Linked DNA regions of Sus scrofa: region 2 is linked to region 1. A link is a contact called in public Hi-C data. All regions are on one chromosome and are shown on one strand. The core of a region is the stretch at or near the end of the contact, and the rest is flanking DNA. Distances in the headings are between cores, read along the strand shown. Region 1 has its middle 200 kb from the start of SALL1. Region 2 has its middle 180 kb from the start of CYLD.

Evidence for each region. A called contact is a pair of places that touch in the nucleus more often than the background predicts.
Region 2: a Hi-C map of liver shows a contact between it and region 1, with 10 times the contacts expected there. The contact joins two enhancer-like sites. A contact is called at or near these places in 4 of 47 Hi-C or Micro-C datasets (liver and skeletal muscle).

What each region holds. Positions count from the first base shown.
Region 1 is chr6:33,526,710-33,529,444 of Sscrofa11.1, reverse strand. No RefSeq gene overlaps it. Among named protein-coding and RNA genes, the nearest start is that of SALL1, 200 kb to the left of the region's middle. Within about 2 kb of position 1,289, at least 2 of the 83 cell types and tissues checked have an H3K27ac peak or open chromatin away from gene starts, as enhancers often do. A contact at or near this core is called in liver, where this site is marked.
Region 2 is chr6:33,942,323-33,945,084 of Sscrofa11.1, reverse strand. No RefSeq gene overlaps it. Among named protein-coding and RNA genes, the nearest start is that of CYLD, 180 kb to the left of the region's middle. Within about 2 kb of position 1,429, at least 9 of the 83 cell types and tissues checked have an H3K27ac peak or open chromatin away from gene starts, as enhancers often do. A contact at or near this core is called in liver, where this site is marked.

The sequences.
Region 1 (2,735 bases), core at 40-2,539:
ACATAAAATAAACCTCCCCAGCTGATTCCCATATGCCATGGAGGACTTCTTCAGGCCAATCCTTCAAAGAATTGATGATATCCCACATCCCACTACAGCTCGGATTCGACCCCTAGCCTGGGAACCCCCGTATGCTGTAGGTGTGGCCCTAAAAAGACAAAAGACAAAAACAAAAACAAAAACAAAAACAGTACAAATCTATCTCTATTTTCTAGGGAAACAACTCCAAGAGCGGGCCCTGGGAGAGGCAAATGAACAGTAACATGTTTGTTCAATAATTTTTTTAAACCGTGCTGATTGCATGTGGCAGAGTGAGAAATGCATATGGAAAAATTATTGATAGGTGGTGATGTCTCAATTACCTAGTTGTTTTTATTATTTATGATTATTGTTTATTTTATTCATGAGTCCTTTGGGAACAGAACTTCTTTTAATAGCGCTGGGTCTCTAAGGGTTGCACGCAATCCCAGCTGCTTTTGCACTGGGTGGAAGCTATGAATTCTCCCTCTTACTTTCTTTTCTAATAGGAACAGTTTTGACTGGGCACCACGCTGATCAGCTCAAAACTCCATTTTCCAGCTTCCCTTGAAGATAGCTTTGGCCACACCCATAGGTTCTGGTCAATGGAAGAAAATGAGTAGAAATGAGGTATGTCGCTTCTAGGTGGAGACCCGAAAAGGAAAGTATTCTTTTTCTCTGGCTGAAACGCAGGCGTGGTGGCAGAAACACGTATGGCAGCTGGCAGCTCTCGTGGTCACTGAGAAGGCAGCTGCATGTTGGGGTTGGCAGGACAATAGGAAAGAGAGAACGTTTGTGTCCCTGGTATCACTGAGGTGCCATATTGGTTCTGGATCATCCAGAGAAATACACTTCTCTCTTGTTTCAGTTCACTGCATTTGAGGAGCTTTTATTGGCCGAAGCTGAGTCTGTCCTGGTTACTAGAGCTCAGGAGCATCCAAGACATCATCGCAGATGCAGGTCTCTGTCGGGGTCTCTGTACACACTCCCCCATCCCACTCAAACCCTTCCAACACTTTGAAAGTCATATTGGGTCGCCACCCACTTCCCGATGGTACTGATGCCATTAGAGCTGCAGGTTGAAAATCTCTCCTGACAAAGAGAATTGGGAGGCAGCCTCTCCACTGTCATCAATCAGATCATTTTCCCTGCTCTGGTTAAAACTCACTCGTGATTTCTCATTGCACTTGGGCCAAAGTCCAAATTCCTTACTTGGCCTTCAAGCTCCCACATGATTTTGGCCCTGGCTCCCCTGCGGCCATCTACCTCCACCTCCTCCCCCTCCCTCCTACCCCGTCCTCTGTGCTCCAATGTGGTAGCCTTTTTCACTTCACAAGTGAGACCTGGCCATTTATTCTACGTGGTCCTCCCTCCCTTCAAACTTCAGTTAGTTCTTTCTTCTCACCAATGGCTGAGTTCAAATGCCAGCTTCTGATATAGCAAACTTATCTGAAGACTTATCTAAAATCTAACTAAAATTTTTATTCACTTTTCTTCTCACGATTTGTCTCTTTTTGTTTGTTTGTTTGTCTTTTGAGAACCACGCCTGTAGCATATGGAGGTTCCCAGGCTAGGGGTCAAATCAGAGCTACAGCTGCCGGCCTACATCACAGCCACAGCAACGTGAGATCCGAGCCTCGTCTGTGACCTACATCACAGCTCATGGCAACACCAGATCCTTAACCTGCTGAGCAAGGCCAGGGATCGAACCTGCATCCTCTTAGATACTAGTCAGATTCCTTTCCGCTGAGCCACGATGGGAGCGCCCTCATTTTTTTTTAACATGGAGTTATCACCATTTGAAACACCTTATTGAGCCATTTGCTTATTATGTCTCTGTTTCCTATGAGAATGTCAACACTCAGTACCCCAGTGCCAATGAAAAGGCCTGGTACACCGTAAGCACTCAATGAACACTCATTGACTGATTACAGAACAAACCCTATGAGGTCTGGGCTGTTGTTTTCAAGTTGGACAGATGATGAAACGCAGGGGCAGGTGCATGAAGCCCTGGAGAACAGACAGAGTGTTCCCTGAGAGCTGGAGGTCTTGTACCCACTGTGCTGCCTGCTTTCTAGACACTCAGACTTGGCCTTCTAGGAACTAATCTTCCAGATTCCTCAAGTAGTATGTCAGTAGCTGACCTATATTCCAGTCTCCATGAATGTTTATTAATTCACACCGTAAATCTACCAAAGGGGCACCGTGATACAATGACATATGCAGACATAGAGGCAGACAGCTGGGATCTACAATTTTGGTTGTTTATTTTTTTGGTCCTTTTTGCATCTGAACGTGGAAAAAAATATGTTTTTAAACTCTGCTGTTGAGTTAGACTTGATTACGGCTGATGAATGACAAAGCAGTTCTGATCTTATCTGGAAAGATTTTCCATGAAATGCAAAGGGAGAAAGAAGCCAGAATAAAGATGTGAAATAAATATATTGACAGAATTCAAAGAAAAGATAATGGATTTGGTCATGTTCCTGGCATCATTGCTGTGTGTGTGGTGGGGGGAGGGTTCCCAGAGCTGTGTTTGGTTATAGATTAATAATCCAGGGTACAAATGGTTCGGGACAAATTAGAGAAAACGTAAACTACAATATTCAACAAACTGAAGGTCAAAGGTTTCTGGAATTTGCTAAGTGTTCTTGGTCATACATTTTTGAATATGGAGCTTTTGAACTTTGCCACAGAAATAGCAAGTGGATTTTTGC
Region 2 (2,762 bases), core at 180-2,679, 420 kb before region 1:
AGATGGCACCAACCGGACTTGCCCTGGCAGCTCCACTGCCTCGTTGCGCTCCAGCAAGCACCAGGTAATTTGTGTCAAATTTTACTCTCACCTCCCTCTCCTTCCCCTCCATCTCGGGGCTTTTTTGGGGCAAACTCCTGAATTTCACCTTTGGATCCCAGTACCCTCATGCTGTGCAAATTGCCTTGGGGGTGTGCCCCTGCCAGTCGGCAGGTGCACACTCTCATCAGGGGGCATGGCAGAGCTCAGCCACATCCCCAGCTGGGGGGAGACCGTGGAGCCGAGTGCCAGGGAGGGAAGCGGGTGCTCAGGCACGGCTGCCAGGACAAAGGACCCAAAGTTCCCCACCTCGGGCAGACACGAGCAGCCCTGGGAGGGGCAGAAGCTCAGTCGTGAAGTAACAGCTGCCCCTTAGGAGCCTGGGGCCCTCTGCCAAGCTGTTTCACAGGTGGTGTGGGGAATGGGAAGAGCCCTGCTGGACACTATTCCGCACTTGGAGCCTCAGCTTGCCCACCTATGAAATGGGACCACATCTCTTGTCCTATCGCCATCCACAGACCCCTTGGGCGGAGCAAAGGAGAAAAAAAATGTAATTGTGGTGGAGCAATCTCCAGCCGCGTGATATTCACACTACCGTCCGTGTCCCCTTCACCTCCTCGCCCCCACGGGCCACAGCCCAGCCATATCAACAGGTGGCTTTCGCCAAGTACTCAGCACTTATGATTACGCTGCCATTAAACGTGCGCCTCCCAAGGACGGGCCCTCGCCATGGTCACCTGTGGTCCCTCCGTATGTATCAGGCAACGCTGGAAAAGTGGTCGAGGATAAGGCCCTCTCAGACCTCGAGGAGGAGGTGGCCCTGCCGCCTGGGCATCCATCCAGTGTGAGTGCCCGGGGCTCCAAAGTCCCCCCACTCACCCTCAGCCCTCGTGAAGCGGGCACCCGCGTATCCCAGAAAAATTGACTTTGGATTGAGTTCATACAACACCCAGGAAAGGAGAGCAATCTTTCTCAGAACTCAAATGCAAAAACATAATGTGGTTAATATTAAATAAAGAGATTGGGCAACCCTCCCCCTCCCTTCCCTTTTTATGGTGTGTGCTGATGTGTCCTTGATCGGGGACTGTTTTGTTTATGATTAATGAATGACTCACCTTGGGCTGCTTTCTGCTTAGTCCGTACTCATTATGAATTCAAAGAGGACGTGTCGAGCTTGGCACCCAAAGGGAAATCCTCAGGAATTGGGGGGAAATGTTGACAGTGCCAGAAGCTTTCCAGGGGGAAGTGGGTGCCAGGAGACCCTCTTCCCAGCCTGCACATTCCCAAAGCAGGACCCTCGGTTTGTCATCGACCCCAAACCGTATACTGAGCCAATACCTGCGCTATACCAGGGACAGCTCTGTCTTCACGGAAGGCTTGAAACAAATGAGCCCGCTCACCCCAACACGCCCGCACGCAAGTCATATTTCAGCTCAAGTCCTCGTTCTGCCTGACACCCTCCGTTTTTCTGCCAGAGCTTCGTCCTCTCCGCGACTCTCAGTTTTTCTGCCTGTATAATGGGGCTTTCTCTGTGGTCCTTCTAGCGCTGCTCTGTCCAGAACCCCAGAGCTCCTTGGAGACAGAGACCGTGTCTCATGCTGCCTGGCTGGTGCAGAGCTGGCTGATTCGATAAAGGAATAAAGACGGTGGTCCGAGCGTGAGCAGAGCTGGGCTCTCATCTCAATGTGACTCAGCTCTCAGCATGTGGTCCGGAGTGGCCCCGCCTCGCTCTAGGGGTCAGAGTTTTCAGCAGGAGCATCAGAGAATTGACTTGAGAAGCAGAAGACTGAGTCTGGCCTGCTGGGAGCGGCTTTGTATTTGACACAATATTACAGGTGACCGTGGATGAGTGCATTTGCTCCCCAGGTGGGTCCACGGGCCATCACCCCCCTGGGGGCCCCAGCAGGTCCAGTCTCCCACACTGGTGACCTGTCTGGTCCTGGGTGTGTGACTCCCCCATTAGCCATCTCTTGGCACCTTTCCTGCTCTGACAGTCTGTGAATCTAGGAAGGGGCAGCGAGGGCGAGGGTGGTGCCCTTCCCACTGGAGCAGAAGGTTCGATTCCTGGGAAGGGCCCCTGTGATGGTTGATTTTGTGTGTCAACTTGAGGGGACACGGGGCTCCCAGAGGAAACATAATTTCTGGGTGTATCTGTGAGGGTGTTTCTGGATGGGATTAGCATTTGAATCAGCGATTGAGTAACGCTGATTGCCCTCCCAGTGGGGGCGGGCACCATGCAATCCATGGAGGCCTGAATAGAGCAAAAATGGGGAAGAAGGAGGAGCGTGTCCTCTCTGCCTGCACTTTGAGCTGGGACATCAGTCTTCGTCTGCTCTCCATTGGCTGGCCTGCCTTCCTGCCTCCCTACCTCCCTCTTCCCTGCCCCCCCGCTTTCCTCCCTCCCTGCTTCCCCCCCCCCCCCTTTCTCCCTTTCTCCCTTTCTTTCTACTTATATGTATCCTGTTGGTTGCATTGGTCTCTATCCCATTGCTTCTGGAGAACGCTGACTAATACCCGCCCCAAGCCCCCGGAGCCCCTCTCCAGCTGCCTGGTCCTTCAGTCTTGTCTCTGACCTGCCAGAACCCAGAGGGGCTCAGCAGCTCCCCGCCACCTTGCTCACCTTGCTCCAACCTGCTCTGAGTGAATGCACAGCCGGGGGCCGTGGAAAATACTTGAGCTGATTCAGCATGAAGGATGTGCCAGCCTCCCTGCCCCTCACATGG